Regions from separate parts of the Hordeum vulgare genome. Here regions 1 and 2 are each linked to region 3. Evidence: chromatin contacts called from public Hi-C data. All regions are on one chromosome and are shown on one strand. The core of a region is the stretch at or near the end of the contact, and the rest is flanking DNA. Distances in the headings are between cores, read along the strand shown. Region 1 holds the start of LOC123399089 (phosphatidylinositol 4-kinase gamma 5-like). Region 2 holds the start of LOC123399128 (protein MICROTUBULE BINDING PROTEIN 2C-like). Region 3 holds the start of LOC123452213 (pentatricopeptide repeat-containing protein At3g12770-like).

Region 1 (3,094 bases), core at 412-2,911, 310 kb after region 3:
ACAAACTAACGTTTTTAAAAGAGACCACACTAGGAACAACACATAAACAAGACAACGACTTTATGAAAATGCATATTCAGAGACCATCTTGAAGGAATGTGGTCCATAAATGGGTTGATGTTTGTGGTTGCGCCTGTCATTCTCTCAATAAAGTTGAGGGTTGTAAAACATACCCTCTCTGTTATGATGAATAGGGTGTATTTCGTTTCGTTAAGACAAGACTTTTATCAACAATTGTCCTTTTAACATTTGATTTATGTGATGCAAAATCACTATCATACACAAAGTACTTTTAAATACGAATCCAATGAGACTAATTTTATGTCATATAACCTTGTATTTATGGAGTGTCTAAACGTAATCGTCGGTCAATTGGTCAAGTATATGTCTTACCAAAACAAAATATGCCTTACCTTGAAGAATGGAGGTAGTAATAGAGAAAATTATGATGTGGTACTCAATAACGAATCCCAATCCAAGCAAACAACCACAATATCCATTAAACTTAACCTGCCAAAAAATACAAACATGGTCGCTTAAGGAATGGGACAAAACAAACATTGAAATATTACGCTCAATTAATTTGTTTGTAAAATTCTAATGCATCAATAGAGTACGAGCCAATGCCATTCTAATTATATAACACATTAAAATATTTTTATTTCATAAGCACAAAGGCGCAAATGATCACATAGACAAACACATAAGCATCGCTACGAAACACACACACACAAATCCATGTGGGCATCTTCGAGAGACTAGATCATTATATTTTAAGATTGATAAAGTTACTACAAACGCCTCATACTTCACGGACACACCGTACCATTGAAAGAATATCATAAAAAAGGCCTGATTTTTTTTTTAAATGCAACCACATGGCATAACACAATACACAAAATTGGATCATACTCCTTTCCCTCACAAATATAAATGTTTTAAGATATTCTACTACATACTAAGCAAAATGAATGAATCTACACTCTAAAGTATGTTTATATAGATTCGTATGTAGTCTCTGGTGAAATCTCGTATACAAGACTTATACATCCTTCGTTTTAAATATAAGTCTTTATAGATGTTTTAATATAAAATACTTTCCATGTATCTAAATAATTATAGTTGAAAAGAATTAGACTAGTCATTTTCAACTACAATTATTTAGGTATAGAAAAATATATATACATACCAAAATAAATAAATTTATATTTTAAAATATATCTATATACATTTATATGTACTCACTCCGTCCCAAAATAAATGACTCAAAAGTAACTCTACTTTTTACTAAATTTAATTTAAAACTGAGTTATTTTTAAGTCACTTATTTTGAAATGAAGGAAGCAGTTCGTAGTGATATCTTTATTTTTTATATATGTAGGCAGATGGAGTATTTAGGAATGAGGGAGTAGCTCAGATGATCACGCGAGCCAGCGCATACACACTCTCTAACAGACTCATAAATACAGTACACCACCCCCTTGAGTGATCCAAAGCAGCGACGTAGTACAACAATGCGCAAGTGGCAAAATTTCTTGTCGTGACCCCAGGAGGCAAGACCCCCGCAAACTCCATCCCACGTAATAGCTCCATTTCGGAGGGGCTAAACCGCAAATGTGGCTGGCTATAAGAGAGGCGCGAAGGGGTCGGCTTAACCACGGGAGTACTAGATTAACCCGTCCCTCTGGTCTACCTCGAGTTAAGCCACACCCCCAGTGAGCAAGGCGGAGGAAAAATAAATTATACCCGGAAAAGGACAAACGAATCGCGCCACCGCGGGGAGGAGGAGGAGGAGGCGTACGGCGCGGCCGCCCGCCGTCGGATCTGCGCCGGCGACTCGCCCGGCCGCCCGAGGAGGAGGAGGTGGCGGCGTCGCTCCGCCCCGTTCCCCGCCTTCGAGCTGCGCCCAGATCCGCCCCGCCGGTGAGTCCTGCAACCTCGGCCTCGGCTCGCGCTGGGACAGTGAGTGGGATGGACGCTGTAGCCTGTCGGGGATAGTGCGGAAACTGGAGCTGCGTGTGCCGCTCCTACAGAAATGTGCATCGGCTGGAGATTTCGCCTTGTTTTGCTCTCGTGTTCGGTTCAGCGCCCGATCTCCGAGCCATCGTCTGAGGGTTTGGGTCTCTTAGGTTCTGATTCTGAGTTGCGGAAGGATTTGAGAATGCTTGCGATGCGTGCCTGGTGCTGTGTCCTCTGTTACTTTTTCGGGTTTTTTTTTTCAGTCGAAATGCGTGGGATTTGGTGGTTCGTCCAATCGATTGGGAACACGCAGGATCCATGCGCGGTTCGTATGTTTAAGCTGTTTACTCACGAATTTTATCCTGTCAAGTTAGTAGGATCGTGTGGGATGCGCTGCTGCGAGGTTTTATCCGAGCTCATGCTTTGTCCGTTTCCCTACTACAGTAGTGTTGTCAAACCATCTAGTTGATCTGAACAATTTGATACATGCAGCGAGGAGGGACCTTTTTCCGCTATAATTCTGACTAGCTTGTTTTTATCTGGGTACGACCGATTGTTTTGCTGTGTATGTTTTGGTGAGGGATATTTGTGGGTTCAGTGATGAAACTCTGAAGTTTTAGATCTACCTATGGCTAGTGAACTATACCGACTGAGATTAGTTTAGGAACAACTATTTGCTCTCAACCACTGCCTGCAGATCTACTACTGTTTCTTCTGCTATGCAAGTGGTCCTTATGATATTTTTTTATTAGCCCAGGATAAGGCGATATCTTCTCTTATGAACTAAAAAAAAGTTTATCGTACGCAGTCATGAATCATGAGCATAAGGATTATTTTTCGTTATGAGCAGCTGTTTACAGTTTCGATTGTTCTATTCCTGCCAAGAGTGGGAGCTAGCCTTCTTTTTGTGAATTGTGTTCTGAAATTATAAATATTTGTATCGAATGATGATACTACATGAATGAAGTTGAGATTTACAGTCTTCTGTCCTGCCTGGGATGTACGGTTATTGATTAAGTGAAGATGTGGAATCTAGATGTAAGGCTTGAAGAATTGTCTAGTGCATTTAAACTTTAATATGCTTAGAAACTACCCTGGGTGTATTAAGCTAGTAGTGTTAAGAATTCTAATGACG
Region 2 (3,525 bases), core at 978-3,477, 430 kb before region 3:
CTGCCTCGTAGCAAATAGGAGGATCAACAAGTTAAGAAATTAGTTTTAGATAAAGACATAATTGATTCACATTTTTATAGCACAAGATGTAAAAAAGTGCTGAGGAATTCACGGAAATGTAAAAATACATGAGCTTACATCGAGCTGAATTGGTTCGCATTCCAACGATGAATCGTCAGGTCTGTCCGTGGGATGAGAGGCTCGGTTGTTCTCTGTTATTTTCCTGAATACCTTCATCAGAGCAGAGATTTCAACATCCATAGAGGCTACATCCACTTTAAGTTCCTCGACTTTTGTACTTGACATCTTTGCCTCCCATTCCAACTTCTCCAATGCTGCTTGCTTCTCTGCCAACATGATCTGCAACAACAATAAAAAATCAAAGGGTATTTAGCAGTGCTATTACTCAAGAAGTGATTACACTGAGTTTGTACTTTTATGATGCAGAGATAGAAGACATGGAAGTCTTTTGTGACACAGACAATCATGAATGCACAAGCCGAAAGTAGCAAAATCGATACTCCCGTCGAGCACTGTAGACAGTACGGGTTAGTTCAAATAGAAAGAATCGTGTTGGCATTTTGCTCCGTTTCTTCTTCTTTAGAATCTATTGTTCAACATTAAAAGAGACTTAAAGACACATAAGCATCTTTAGCATGGTACTGAAACGCAATGAGAGAAACATATATTACTAATCAAGTAGATGTATGAGGTTTTCTAAAAAAAGGCAAATAAAGCTTAAAATCCATAGTTCCGTCTGTCCTTGTTAGATACATGAAAGCATGGCCATTTCTACTTAGCATTGAATGCCGAGCAGCAGCGCAGGTAGAACCTCAAATCAGCATATTAAGTTTCTTTCCTCAGTTCAGTTCAATCAAATCAAAAACAGATGGTACACGACAGGGCAACTAAAGTGGAATGACTATAGGCTCACAAAACATGATGTGCACTTGTATATGTAACTGCATCATTTTCTGATTGTTTTCGAATGAGATATTACTTAAGACACATCGCCTTTTATATCAGAGGACACATACAGATACAGCGCAGAGACAAAAGAAAGAGAGGCAAACTTTGTCGTCTAAATGAGTAGTGTCTAATAGCAATCATCTTCGTCAGTGTAAATTTTACATGAAGCAGTAATGTGGTGCTAGGATGGTTTTTTCCTCAATGAAGGCGCCGTGTAACTGGTTAAGCAGTAAAATAGTGCTCTACAAATATAAACTGCAGCGATGTGCCAAAAGTACCAAGAGAGTCCAGTATACCTTTGCGCAATGCAACTCGGAGCCAGTAGATTCGACCAGCGATTCCTTGTCATTAAGCTGGCTTCTCAATTCGTCGACCGCTTCGTTCGCGGCACTGACCCTGCCAATCAAGTTCTCCGCGGACCGCAGAGCTTCGTCCTTCTCAAGCAGCTTGTCTTGCAGGCCACTGAGCTGCTCCTGCAGAGCAGCGCGCTCTTCCCTCTGCTTCTGCCCCTGATCCGGCTGCTGCCGCCTCTTGGCGGGCGTGGTTCTGGTTGGCTTGACAACCTTTGGCTCAGGAACCTGCACATGTGGTAGATGTTGGCATAGATCAAAACCACCAGTACAAACAGTAACAACCACCACTAACAAGCGCGCGTATCTAGTTTTGGCAGGTGCAGTGAGCACTGTTTCAGGACAGTTTCCTGCTGCTGGTGTCCATTCACACCGGGCCTTGCAGGAGCACAATGCCGACGCTCCTCGCCTCCAAGGACAGGCTCAGGCTTTGAGCACCCAAGAACCCAGCATTTGCGGAGCTAGACAAAGAAGCGATTCGGAAAGCTAAAAGCTGCTTGAAAAGGAGATTTAGAGCGGGGTCAAGGAGGCCTCTCCTCTCGCTCACCTTCTTGGCCTGATGCGGAGCCGCCGTGTACGCCATCGACACCACCCTCCTGCACCGAGAAACACGGGGGGAAAATAGAGTCAAGGACGGCCCGAGCAGACCCCGGAAGGAAATTTCAAACGGGGCCCCGGGCGGAAATGCAGATCGAGGGCAATGGGACCTGGAGGAGGGCGCGGAGGGGGCGAGCCCGCCCCGGATCCTGGACCTGGAGGCCGGGCCCGCCGTCTTCTCGGCCATCTTGGTCTTCTCCGGCGGCGGCGGCGGCGGCGGCGGAGGGACGGGCGGCGCTGGGAGTGGACTGCGGGCGTGGTGGACCGGTTCTATGACGGAGTGCGCTGCTACCACTGCACTCGTGCCTGCGTCGTGGACCCGCGGGGTGGGGTGGGCTATGCCCGATACCGGCCTACCTGGGGGATTTTGTTCTGGGATTTACTCCACTTCGTATTTGTTTTTAAAAACGTTTTTCGTTGAGGATGAGTAAATGCTTCGCAGTCGTGTCGCCGTCGAGCAACATTCCGCCTGGGGAAAATATGGGGAACCTACGACGTGTCGGCCACCGCAGGAACTGTTTTTCTTTTTAATTTTGAACTGTCAAAAAGGTTGTTAGGTGCAAGTATGGGTCGCTTTCGCCGTGCCTCCCTCCTTTCTCGTTACCGGTCTCTTCTCTCGAGTAGCACCCATTTTTCTCAAAAAAATTATACGGTCTGTCCTTACATTTTTTACGATAATACGTATCTTATTTATGTCATAAATATTAAATTATAAATCATGTAAAGACTGATATGATAAAACTAAAAAGATAGTAAAATTTGTTGAGCTTGATATCAACATCCGTCATCTGCCTTCGGCACCACCACAATAGTCACCAAAGAAAAAACTGACAGATCACTTCCTTACCCGAGCTCGACGCGACTTCATCGATGATATACAGCCTTGCGGACCTTCAATGTGGCTCACCAAAGATGAAGCCATTGTCGTTGAAAGAATCTGATCGGGGCAACACCCTGGACACGCCATGGAACTCCAAATCTAACACTCCGCCACGACTATGACGCGGGAGGAGGAAACCATACGTGTCATCCATCAACCACGAATCCATCATACGTTTCATGTTCCAGATATCATCGATGCATACCACAATATGCATCCGCTCCTGGACTACCTCTCAAGCTCCACGCCGACGCTGCAACAGACACCGTCGCAATGACAGAGCCCGATGACACAAGTCCACCACAAGAATGCCGTCGCTGCCACGATATCCTCACTTGAACACACTGGTTCCCAAATCCATCATCGACCATAAAGACGATCGCCTCGCCGGAGAAGAATTTGGAGCTTCTTTATTCAGCATCGCCCTCGCTGCCGTCGAAGCCAAGACATTGGACGATCCAAAACCTAAGCTACTAGGGCCCTAAACCCAAAGCAAAAAACGATCCGCGTGCATGGGATCTCACGACCCCTCTCACGACCGACGAGCCAAGAGGTCATCGGCGGAGGAGAGCCGCCGAAAACGGTGCCTAAAGATTGGTTCTCTTGGCGACGACGACTATGGTTTCTCGTCTGCCCCGATTTGTCCTTTTAACTTGCGGGCACACACCTCACTAACCCTTCTATTTGAAAATTTCCTCAACACAATCTTTATACACGAAATAGATAAAA
Region 3 (3,205 bases), core at 153-2,652:
TCACATCATTTGGTTTCACCCCTGCGAGCTTCATGTCCTCAAACAGGCCAACGGCCTCAGCGAGATGGCCGTGCGCCCCATAACCTGAGATCAATGCACTCCAGACTACAACATCCCGCTCTTGGGCATGCATCTGTTCAAAGACTCTGCGTGCATGGGCAATGCTCCCTGACTTAGCGTACATATCAATCAGCGCTGTGTTCACGAGAACATCCTCCCTGCACTCACTGCGGCGTACATAATCCTCCATCCATACTGCAAGCTCGGTGGAGCCGAGCTGAGCACATGCCATGATCACCGACCGCAATGTGACAGAATCAGGGCTCATGCTCCTTGCAAACACCTGCATCTGCTTGAACAAATGCACTGCCTCGCTGGCAAGCCCATTCTTCGAGTAACCAGATATCATGGCATTCCACAGGATCACATTTACCCGTGGGGGCGGGATCCTGTCGAAGAGTGCCCTTGCAGCCACGATGCAGCCAAACTTGGCATACATGGCCGTCAGCGTGGTCACAACATCTTGTTCATCATCAAAGCCACCCTTGACTACCAAGGAATGAGCTGATTGGGCACCTGGCAAGTCATCAAGCTCCATGTACGCCTTGAGGACTGTGACGAGCAGCACAAAATCAGGACGGACATCACAGCACATCATCGCTGCAAACAGCCGCAACGCTTGCAAGGGACTGCCACTTTGCACGAGCCTGGAGATGAGAGAGGTCCAGGAGACAACGTCCCTTTCGCAGTCACGCATTCCATCGAACACACGGCGAGCACGGCCGGCATCCCCGCAGGAAAAGTACATGGGGATGAGTGAATTATGTAGGAATCGCGTGTCTCCGTCAGTCAGACGTAACCCGTGGGCATGGGCTACGCGGCCAGGGACAGACTTGAGCACATCGCCAATGGCAGCAGCCGGCGGGAGGAAGGCCGGGTGGCCCGCACGGAGAGCGAGGTAGTGGCGGAGCGCGAGGGAAGTAAGGCGGAGGCGGAACGCGAGGCGGGAGGCAGCGTGGAGAAGGTGCGGGGGCGGGCGGGGAACGTGGTCGAGCAGATGGTGGGCGAGGGGACGGAGGCACGGGGACGGACGGACGCGGCAGGCAGCGCGCAGCAGCAGGAGCGCAAGCCCCGGCGAGCCGCCGAGGAGGCGGCCAGAGACCAGGAGGTGGGCGTGGAGCTGGTGGACGTGCGACGGCCGCACGCACCGCGCCTCCATCGCCATCAGCTCGCGCCAACTCCTCCGTTTCCACTCTACACGAACACTGCCTCCCCTGAGAGTACAAAAATGGGGGCTTTCTAGCAAAAAACGAAACAGAAGAAGAAAAAAAAAACAGAAACAGAAGCAATCGGGATGGACAAGCCTGCGCGCTCCCGAGAACGAAATTGCTCGTGGGTTATATCGGAATTGCGGTACCTTGCAGCGAGGAGGAGACCTCGCGGCGCGCGGCGAGGCCGTCGTCGTCGTCGAAGCCGGCGCCGCCGCTGGATCTGGAGCCGGAGTCCATGAACCCTCCGCCGCCGCGCCGCTTCCTCTCCACCGGGTGCTTCCTGGACGCGGTGGCCGCCTGCCCGGCGCCGGCGAAGGGGAGCGACCACTGGTGGTGGTTGTGGCCTGCAACTGCAAGGTGGACGACAGAGACAGGGACTCCTTTAGCTCTCGTTCCCGGCCCTTTACCCAACAGCGACACGGAACAAAGCAGAAAAAAAAAAAGTGGCCCACACGCCACTGGGAACGCCCAGGATTTGTGGGGACGGACGGCGTGCGTGTAGCAGCAGAAGGATAGCTATTGGGCCGAAAACCGGCTGTTCACGTGGGGTGCAAGGACAGGCTCATCAGTTGCACGGGCCGTAGGCCCCCTTTCCGACGACCCATTATCCCGGCCCACACAGGGAGGCCCAGCTTGTACCTCGTCCTCTCTGTCGGAAGAAAAAAAAGGAGTGCTGCACGTAGCAAAAGTGCGACTACGGAGGGAAGGGTGTCACGGAGACATGCCAGCGGCTACAGCACACGGTAGGTAGGTAGGTACTGAGCTGTGCGCACTGACGTGGTGAGAGGGGGAAGACGACGTGATCCACGTGCGTGCGTGCCTGCGTGCGCCCGGCACGTCGACGTCGATCGACGACCGGAAAGCAGAGGCCCGGCCCCGGACCCGGAGGCGTAGCAGCATCTACAACCGCTGGCTTTCACCAGAGCTCACGGGCAACGACGGCCGGAGAGAGAGAGAGAGAGAGAGATGATCATCGGCTAAAGGCTACACGTGCTAACCTTGCGCTCTCGGTGGCTGTGATGCCGTGGGCTGGCCCCAGAGCACGAACGGCGGCGGCTCGGGCTTGACGACCACCACCGCGGCGGCGGCGGCGGACGGCTGCGGTCCGGCGGCTCCGGGCGCCTGCTGGCTGACGCTGAACGTGCCGATGCCGCCGGGTAGCGCGTGCTTCGTCGTCGTCGCCTGCTGCTGCTGCTGCTGCTGCCTGTCCGCGCCGGACGGTGCCGACGCCGCCGGCTTCTCCAGCGGCTGCAGGAAGTCGTGCGTCTTCAGAAAGAAACCTGTAGCAATTTTTTTGCTTCTCAGTATTCAGCAGCAATATAACATAACTAAACTCGTCATCAACAAACCAAAAGGAAAAAAATTATTAATAATTCTGCCTTTTTTTTGTGCTAGACTGCTAGTAAGAAGAATGAACCAATTTCGCAGGAAAAAAAAAGAGAACGAACTAACACAAGGGTTGCGCTGGACTAATCATGATTAAGCTCGTGGCCTCGTGGGGTGTAATCAAGGTGGGCCCCCGGGCCAGATAGGAAGGATGGAGGCAGGGCGGGCGGGGGAAGCCAGGCGTCGACGGCCGCCGCTTGCGTCCAACCCACACGTGATCCGCTCGCCGTTGCTTCTGGTTGTCGCTTCGTATCGCCAACTTGACGCGAAAATTTGAACCCCCCAATCATGGGTCGCACGCAACAGTGACGACCAAGCATGTTCGTGCGCTGGTTAATTGTTTACGCGCAGTGGCCTTCCTTCCAAGGTTGATCTCCAAGCAGTTGCCCCAAGAGAAACAAATTCGACTCACAGCTCGGTCGATTACATTCCTCACGAACGAAACCTGGGCGCAGTTTGGACCTGCCTGCCCCCCACAGATCATGATCTAACTGCTCTTTGTCTCTGGCCTGCGTAGCTGCCAATTCGATCGAAGTTGGCTGGTCTAA

The links. Hi-C and Micro-C count contacts between places; a contact is called where the count stands out from the background.
Region 1: a contact with region 3 is called in a Hi-C map of seedling, with 3 times the contacts expected there. The contact joins the promoter of LOC123399089 here to the promoter of LOC123452213 in region 3. A contact is called at or near these places in 5 of 6 Hi-C or Micro-C datasets (leaf, seedling and an unstated tissue).
Region 2: a Hi-C map of seedling shows a contact between it and region 3, with 4 times the contacts expected there. The contact joins the promoter of LOC123399128 here to the promoter of LOC123452213 in region 3. A contact is called at or near these places in 2 of 6 Hi-C or Micro-C datasets (leaf and seedling) and 1 of 1 datasets of contacts at active chromatin or transcription factors (embryo).

What each region holds. Positions count from the first base shown.
Region 1 is chr5H:470,678,729-470,681,822 of MorexV3_pseudomolecules_assembly, reverse strand. It overlaps LOC123399089 (phosphatidylinositol 4-kinase gamma 5-like), which reads left to right and starts at 1,661. Exons shown (of 2, transcript XM_045093510.1): 1 at 1,661-1,923.
Region 2 is chr5H:471,413,344-471,416,868 of MorexV3_pseudomolecules_assembly, reverse strand. LOC123399128 (protein MICROTUBULE BINDING PROTEIN 2C-like) reads right to left here and starts at 2,227. Exons shown (of 5, transcript XM_045093552.1): 1 at 2,027-2,227; 2 at 1,867-1,915; 3 at 1,266-1,547; 4 at 139-360. The coding sequence starts at 2,103.
Region 3 is chr5H:470,984,145-470,987,349 of MorexV3_pseudomolecules_assembly, reverse strand. LOC123452213 (pentatricopeptide repeat-containing protein At3g12770-like) reads right to left here and starts at 1,402. Exons shown (of 1, transcript XM_045128823.1): 1 at 1-1,402. The coding sequence starts at 1,402. It overlaps LOC123399101 (transcription factor BIM2-like), which reads right to left. Exons shown (of 11, transcript XM_045093523.1): 3 at 2,270-2,551.